2 separate regions of the Columba livia genome follow, and region 2 is linked to region 1. A link is a contact called in public Hi-C data. All regions are on one chromosome and are shown on one strand. Each heading gives the region's core, a stretch centred on a gene start, on an enhancer-like site or on the middle of the called end of the contact. The rest is flanking DNA. Distances are from core to core; before and after follow the strand shown. Region 1 overlaps LARS2 (leucyl-tRNA synthetase 2, mitochondrial). Region 2 holds the start of TMEM158 (transmembrane protein 158).

The links. Hi-C and Micro-C count contacts between places; a contact is called where the count stands out from the background.
Region 2: a contact with region 1 is called in a Hi-C map of crop, with 4 times the contacts expected there. The contact joins the promoter of TMEM158 here to the enhancer-like site in region 1. A contact is called at or near these places in 2 of 2 Hi-C or Micro-C datasets (crop and liver).

The regions. Positions count from the first base shown.
Region 1 is chr2:47,438,575-47,442,831 of bColLiv1.pat.W.v2, forward strand. The region is part of intron 14 of LARS2 (leucyl-tRNA synthetase 2, mitochondrial); the gene reads right to left. Among named protein-coding and RNA genes, the nearest start is that of LIMD1, 35 kb to the left of the region's middle. Within about 2 kb of position 2,912, at least 1 of the 3 cell types and tissues checked has an H3K27ac peak away from gene starts, as active enhancers do.
Region 2 is chr2:47,557,307-47,561,273 of bColLiv1.pat.W.v2, forward strand. TMEM158 (transmembrane protein 158) reads left to right here and starts at 1,684. Exons shown (of 1, transcript XM_065051767.1): 1 at 1,684-3,967. The coding sequence starts at 1,843. The coding sequence ends at 2,775.

The DNA.
Region 1 (4,257 bases), core at 1,662-4,161:
AAGCTAAATTTCTATGCATAAAAGCATTCAAGTACCTGGCCTCACTGTCTTACAAATATTTAGCGCTAGCTTCTCTCTGAGGAGCACAGTATTTTGAACAAATCAAAATCTTGCTGCATGTTTCTTTCTATAAACAGAGAAGACAGTTTCTCTAATATAAGCACTTGCATGCCTTGTGCCTTTACAGAACTAGTCATGAAGACCTAGCTATAAGAAAAAAGTACACTGTGGATCACTTTTTTAGCATCTTGAACATTAAAACTTCACTTTTCTGGCAAAATTCACATCAGGAAGAGTAACATCCCATCAAATGTGTGAATGATAGACCTAAGCGGAGCCTTAAAAGCACAAAAGCTAAGGGTAGTAGTGCACTCAACAATAAGAAAGTGCTCAGTAAACACTGCTCTGGTTGACAGATACATTATTGTGGCCACCTCCTTTAATGCCCTTGCACTTAAAATTCATCAAGTCAGACGTTTGTTGCTGTTTTCTCTTCTAAAAAAATGGCAACAAAGTTAATCTCTAGATGTTTTGGCCCCCACTCAATAGGCCAGGAAAGCAAGTCCGTTCTACCAGCAACTCTAAGAAGAGTAGAGGCCTAGTAGGAGGTGTGAAGCCAGGCCCAGCCAGCATACACGGTCTGGAGAGTCTTCTCCTGGGATCCTCCAACACAAAGACATTGGTGACCATCATACTGGAGGATGTGCTAACCAGTGCTGGTTACTATTGACTTGTGTCTCCTAATGCCCACACGTGTGCTCGACATCAAGCAATCTGGATCCCCCCCACTTCCATCTAATGAAGCCCCACACATCTACCAAATCAACTTGTGTAAAAGGGATGCATTCCTCCTACTTACATATTTTTTTCATAAAGCTGAAATAAAACCATCTAAAGAAGAAAGAGTAAAACCAGACTTCCACATTTTACTTCACACGTACAAAGAAGTCATAATCTAAAACACTACTCACTTTTAAGGAGTTCATTTAGTATTTTACATTATTAGGAAATATAAATTATATGGCAATTTATCTCATGATTTAAAACACCATAATTTATTTAATAATACAGTTAAAGTATTATTAAATTCTATAACAATTATGCATGTTTTCGCTTATTAAAGCGGGTATCTTCCAAATACTAGTCTTTAAACCTTTTGGTGACTCTGAAGTAAGAAGATATTTGAAAGAAAAGCCTTAAACTGGGCATGTGACAGGCTTCATACTTTATCTTCAACATATTCATGTTTCAACATGAGATTCCTTCCTTGCATATTTTGTATACTTCTAAATACTGTGTAAGTACCAGCACATAGTGGCGTATCACTCAGTCACCAGGCAGCACTAATCTCTGCCATGCCGCCTAGAGTAGCAATTCAAGCATCTCTATAAACATTTCCTAGACAATATTTCACAGACTGTCTGAAAAATCCTGTTGCTTAGAAATAAATCAAAGGAACTTAAGGAGGTGAGAACTGAAGCCAAATTCAGACAGGACAAGCAAGAAAAAGTATTTTAAAAATAGGCAATAATTATCTCAAAATATGCAAGTGAATTAGAAGATTAAAATCAGGAACAAAACCCTTGCAATTCTGTCATCAACAAATGGTGGAAAAATGCTTCAGGAGATAACTGTTCAGGATAAGTTTCTTACACAAATTAAATTTATTGCACCAAGGAAAAATAAAAATATTTTTCCCCGTCACTGCATATTTCAGTCTCTTTAAGGTCTCACACCATTATTAAAATAGCTACACTTGCTGCTATGTAAAATAAAGCTAATGAAGTAGCCAGAAAATCCAAATCAGATAGGGCTCTCCATTAAAAGTGACTTTCCAAGGAAGACTTGTTTTTAATGACAAAGAGTAAGCACAGATCATACGCCAAGTTAGTAAAAGCTGAATGCAGGAATAAGCATTTCCTATTTTTGTTTATGCTGACAGAGGCTACAAAAATGCAATACAAAATACATTACCAAGTATGGGGAAAAAAACCCCTACGTGTTCCTAGTGGGAGACCGCAGGAGAATGGAGACATGCCCAAAATGAGCAAGCCAGAGACCATCTAACAAACACAGGGCTCAAAAACAGATCGAGCCCAGTACTGTATTTCTCCTGCAGCGTACAGAGATTTTGCCAGTGTTGTTGTGGCTCCATCTCATGGTCACGCTCAGAGTTACACTTTAATATACATTGATAAAACCAAACACCTAAAAACCTTCCTCTTTGAAGAAAGCGACGTCTTTCTTGGCTGCAGAAGGGAACTGCCAAGACACAGCAGCACGTCAGGTGTGATGCGATTCTGATCTAAATATTGCAGCACCAGTCATGGTCTGGTGTCATAAACGCCTCCTGAGCCACACCACTGCGCACACCTGAAGTGAAGCTGTGTTCAAACAGACATTTCTGGCACAGAAAATGAAGAGGTGGCTTGAGTTCTTTGAACATTTGATTACACTTCAGATTGTAAGGGTGCTGGAACAGGATGCGCCTTCACCTGCCTGTGAAATTGGTCTGTGCCCACGCTGGAGTACGGGCACCGTGTCCTGAGTTGTTGCAGCTTTTGAACACGTACGTCAGACGGGACCCCACCTGTTAAGTCTGCTTGACACCTCCCAGAAGGATCAGCTGTGCTAGCCATGAAGCATGTAATCCACCTTTTTCCTTTCAGTAATGTTCATGTACAGGTTCATTTCTACAACAGAATAAGTTCTCTATATAGAAGCATGCAATGGATGGAGGGGCAAGCATGACAGACAGATCAGGAACTCCTGCTCACTGCCAAGTCCTTAGGCTACTTGTTCTCCTCCACACACCGCGAGTAGGACTTTCAATCCAATTACAAATGACCTGCTTGGAAGGACTCTGTGGAGCCTGCCACAGTGACAAAGAGCAGAGTCAGAAGAAAGGATGGCTCTGGCAAGGGAGCTCACTGCTTGTATCTGCATCCCACACTTCCTGAGAGGCTGAGAGAGCCCGATAGTATGTTCTGGGGCCAAGACAAGACCTTGGTCAGTCACTGCCAACTGAGTTCAGGTGCTTGTGAAACCTGCAGTCAGACCTACCTGCAACAACCTGGCAATCCTGTAGAAAGCCAGAAATGACTGGGAGATGTGGGAACTCATCATTTTAGGAAGAAAAAAGATCAAACAATATCGAACGTTCAGATTTTACACAGCCAATAGCTGAGTGCTTTTACTTACAATCAACACTATTGACAAAGTCCCTAATGAATGCAGAGAAGCTCTAACATCCTGCCTTTACAGGATAAGTTATTTCTGTCACACACTTATCTTCTTTTATTCTGTAATGTAGCTATGTGAAAACAGTGCTTTCTCTGTCAGAACCAAATCTGCTGACTTAATGGCAACAATAAACTTTTTTATTGCTTTATAATCCTCTGGGGAGAATGTGCTAGATCCCATTTCCAATTATTCATCAGGCAGAACCAATTACTAAAGCCTAGGGAAAAGTCAAATTCTGTGTAACTTGTACTTGCAATAATCCAGTTGAGCAGGTGTAAGCGAGTGTGTCAGCACATGCTCACCATGGTGGATCAGGCTGGAACCGATGAGGAGGCTGCTGGCCCCACCTGCCTACCTGGCCCCTCTCCCAGCGGTGGTCACAGCTGGGAAGGCTGATAGGCTTGTAAATTAATCCCAGAACCAATACACTTTACAGACCAGATTTCTAAAAGAAAATGACATCAATTTGGGCTTAATCTGTTGTCACATGTACCAATACCCAGAGGGTGCTATTTATTCTGCCTTGTTATTCCTGAGGAAATGAGCAACACTTCCCAACATCTCCAGTTCAATCATTAAAAATATTAAAGATCATGCCTCACCATCAGGGGATATTTAAACTATATTCACACCTTTACAATTTTAGATGCCTACAAACATTGCATTTTTTATGAAAGCATGTGTGACATCTGCAAATTAATGGCCTATAATATTTCTATTGTAATAATGTACATAATATTTGAAGAGATTGCTTTGAAAATCTGAACTATGAAATGTTAAACTTTAGGTTTCACCTTCCTGATTATATTAATAGCCATTAGTACAGAATTTAAGACTGTCAGAAAATATTTCCATGGATTTGAAAGTCAGAGGATAGGAGCCAAACAATGAAAATTTCCCTGAAGAAAACCAATCAAAATGAAAAATTCCTACAGATTGATAGGGTAATAATAAAAACTTGTCAGGATACTAGATAACACTTTAAATGGTGGCAGCTCTCATTAACTGAGATGC
Region 2 (3,967 bases), core at 434-2,933, 120 kb after region 1:
AGACATTGAAATAGCACTGAAAATGGTATTAAACGTATTGTAACATCTGAGCAAAACTCCACAACTGGAACCAGACAGCTTGCTTTGAACACTTCATCGGGCATTTTTCTCTGTCACAAACCAAACTAAAAACGTAGCCAAACTAGAGAGATCTGGTAGACAATACCCTTTGGGCTAATGAGGGATCAAACACAAATCCGTTTTGGTGCTTAGGTCTCTTTTGAATAGAAGGCAAGCAACTCTGAGTTTTGTCATGATATATTTAGGCAAGGGTTTTGAAAGAAAACTGATTCACTACCTTCATTCATGTTCAGTTACAGCAAATCTAAAATTTACTCTCTACCCTCATTCACTACCCTCACTCATCTGAAAGACTTGGGAGTGATATTACAGTAACTCGTTCTCCGAGTGAGAATGTGTCCATGTGTTGCTTTGACGTGGGACCATGTCTGACATGGGACCAATGCCATCCTTAAAGAAGCACCATACGGAGTTCAGCTCTACCGTTTACATAGATTTTTCCCTAGGTTTTGTATTCATGCTTCCCTTTTGCATCTGTATTTGTCAAAAAAAGGGCTGTAAAGGCAAATAAGAATCCCGGTTCTGGATGCTTGCCAGGAAAATGTAACTCTATTCCACCCTCTGCCCAAGGTAAAGGCTAAACAATGTTCATCATCTGTGTCATCCAGTTCTGTACACCGCAAGGCTCCAAGTGTCAAACTGCAACACAGCGAGCCTCAACCTGTGTCCAGAGTAACACAGTAGCCAGCGCTGGGTCGTGACACAAGCTGTGCTACCTAGCTTGATTACAAACTATCGCGCTTCAAAAGCAGCTTTTTGAAAAACACAACGGAGTCTCACAGCTACCACGCTTGGTAGCTTTGTGCTCCTTGTAATAAACTTCTACGTTGAAATTATTGCTACAGGGACCGAGTGTGCCTGTCTGTGGATGCCCCGCACACCAGCCCCGGCCAGGTTGCGGGAGCAGCCCCCGGGGCTGAGCCCGGACTTGCAGAGCACCGCTGGAAGAGCCCAGCCGGTGCACCCTGTCTGTTCAAACTCCCTTTCCTCCGCGTCCCCCACTCCCCTGTCCCTTTCCCTTCCTACGAAGTCGAGATTAAAGTCTGCGCAGCCGGTTTCCGGAGGAACCAGCCTCTTTCCCTCGCCCCTGGCCCCCGAAGAGGGAGAGAGGCGATGGCCACGGCAGCCCCCGCGGCCGCCCACAGATGCTCTCTCGGCCGGGAGATGCGGGACGGGAGGGACCCAGCGGTCCCGCGTCCCAGGGCGCTACCAGCCTCTCCCTTTCCCAGGCAGCGGGGAACCTCTCGCCCCTGCGGCCGGGACGGCAGCGGAGCTGAGGGGGTCTCAGCTCTCCCCCACGGGGGAGGACGGGGTGGCAGGAACCGGCGCCGTGTCGGCACGGGAGAGCGGTCCCTGTCTGAGGGGAGAGGATGCTCCAGGGCAGGGAGGCACTGGCTGCCCGGGGAGAGCAGCTGCCCGGCCGCGGGGCGGGGGCGCCGGGCCGGCACCTCAAGGCGCGGCGGCGGGGCCGGCCGGTCGCACGGCTCCTCCCGCTGGGGCGCTGCCGGGCCGGGCCGGGGGCGGAGGAGGCGGGGAAGCGGGGAGCCGCTGCCGTCACCGAGGCTCCCAGCTTGTTCGCCTCGCCGCCGCGGCAGCCCCAGCCCCGCTCCCACCCCCTTCGCCTGCCCCCACCCTCCTTCCCTTTTTCTCGCTCTCTCGGCGGGAGCAGTGTGCCTCCCTTCCCAGATGGCAGCCGGCTGCGCCATGCAGCCGCCCGTTCCTCCTCCTCCTCTCCCTCCTGTCCGGCTCTAAGTCAATGCCATGCTGCCGCTGCTACTCCCGGCATTGCTGGCCGCCTGCCTGCCGCCCTGCCAGGGCTGGAGCCCCTCGGCGGCTGCGAGCGGGCAGGAGGAGCAGGAGCAAGAGCTCTTCTTGCCCCCTGTCAACTCCTCCTCTCGCACCTTGGCCAGCGTCGAGATGGACCTCGATGGGGCAGCAAGCAAGGAGGAAAGTGGCACCACCAGCCCGGGCACGCCGGCTGCCTCTAGCCAAGAGCCGTTCCCCTCCGCTCCCACCTCCTCCGGGCAGCAGCAGCAGCAACAGCAGCAACAGCAGCGTCCCCAGCCGCAGGGACAGCCGCAGCCCGCCGAGGACCCGCACTGCAATATCAGCGTGCAGCGGCAGATGCTGAGCTCGCTGCTGGTGCGCTGGAGCCGCCCGCTGGGCATCCAGTGCGACCTCCTGCTCTTCTCCACCAACAGCCACGGGCGGGCCTTCTTCTCCGCCGCCTTCCACCGCGTGGGGCCACCGCTCCTCATCGAGCACCTGGGGCTGGCGGCCGGCGGCGCCCAGCAGGACTTGCGCCTCTGCGTGGGCTGCAGCTGGGTGCGGGGGAGACGGGTCGGGCGCCTGCGGGGCGCCGCTCCCCAAGCCCCCGCTGCCGCCGCCGGGGCCTCCTCCTCGCTCTCCTACCCGCCGGCGGCGGAGCCCGGCCAGTATTGGCTGCAAGGGGAGCCGCTGAATTTCTGCTGCCTGGATTTCAGCCTGGAGGAGCTGAAGGGAGAGCCGGGTTGGCGGATGAACCGCAAGCCCATCGAGTCTACCTTGGTAGCTTGTTTCATGACTCTGGTCATCATCGTGTGGAGCGTGGCCGCCCTCATCTGGCCGGTGCCCATCATCGCCGGCTTCCTGCCCAACGGCATGGAGCAGCGTCGCAGCACCGCCGCCGGCACCACCGCCGCCGCCGCCAAGTAGCCTCTCCCGGTCACTCCTTCCCCCGCTTCTTTTCGTCGTGCGGTGCGGAGGGACGCGGGGCGGCCGCCGCCTCCCGCCGGGCCAAACTCTGCCGTCTTGTTCTTGTTTAAAGCTTGTCCCAGGTGCGCGGAGGGAGGCCGCCGGCCCGGTGTGCCGTGGGGCCGCCCGGGGGCTGCCTCGGGGTCCCGGCGTCGCCTCAGGGTCCCGGGGCCGCCTCAGAGTCCGTCCCGCCCTGAGGGGAGCAGCCCCGCCGCGCCACTCACCCCGCCGCCGGAGGGGACCGAATCCTGTGTGCTCGTTTTATATCTTTAATACCCGTTTTAAACGAACCTTTTAGTAGAAAAAAAAAAACAAAAAAACCCAAAAAAACAACAACGCAGGAAATAAAAAAGACCCTCCCATTCAACTGCATTTGTTGTAGTCGGAGTAGCTTTTTTGTATATGAAATACAGTTTGAGTGGGTTTTTTCTTTATTTACAGAAGTCTCTTTGGCAGGATTGAGAACTGAAGCAGTATATATATATATATATATATATATATATATATATGTAGTTATTGATGAAGCTGAACTTTAACAAAGCTTTTTCACTGTATTTCCCAGTTGAGATAGTGTGTATTTATTATTGTAGCTCTGCGTTATTTGGCTTTTAATACAGAGATTTTCTTTCTGGAGCCACCGTAGCCTTTTGTCAGTCTGTTTTCGCCAGGGTGGAATGGGGGGTTCAGCCGATTTCCCCATCTGCAAACCAGCTGCAAAGCAACTCTTTGCCCATGAGATGACTTTGGGGTTGGTGGTAGAAAAAGGGGAATTCCAAACCCTTTCTGAATGGCGTTTGCCCTATGCGTACTGTCGATCTACATCAGGGTGGTGTGGGATGGGGAACGTGTCTGTGGCAGAGATCTTCCAAGGCGATTTACTTAGTCCAGCTCCACACATTATGTCTCTCTCCTTGTCTTGAGGTTGTGTGGTTTCGGTCCTGGGAAGATGAGACCCACTTGTTCAGATGGGTTAAAAGGAGTCCGGGGGCGAGACTCTGATTTCCACAAAGTGCACTCCTCAAAAACAATTCAGCTGCAGTATATTTGTTGAAAGCTTCGTAGTATCGCCCCTATTTTTCATCCACCATTCTGCAGGGTTGCTCTCAGAAAACTCATGGGGTGGAGAGAAAGCAGGAGCTGCTGGTCCAGGACT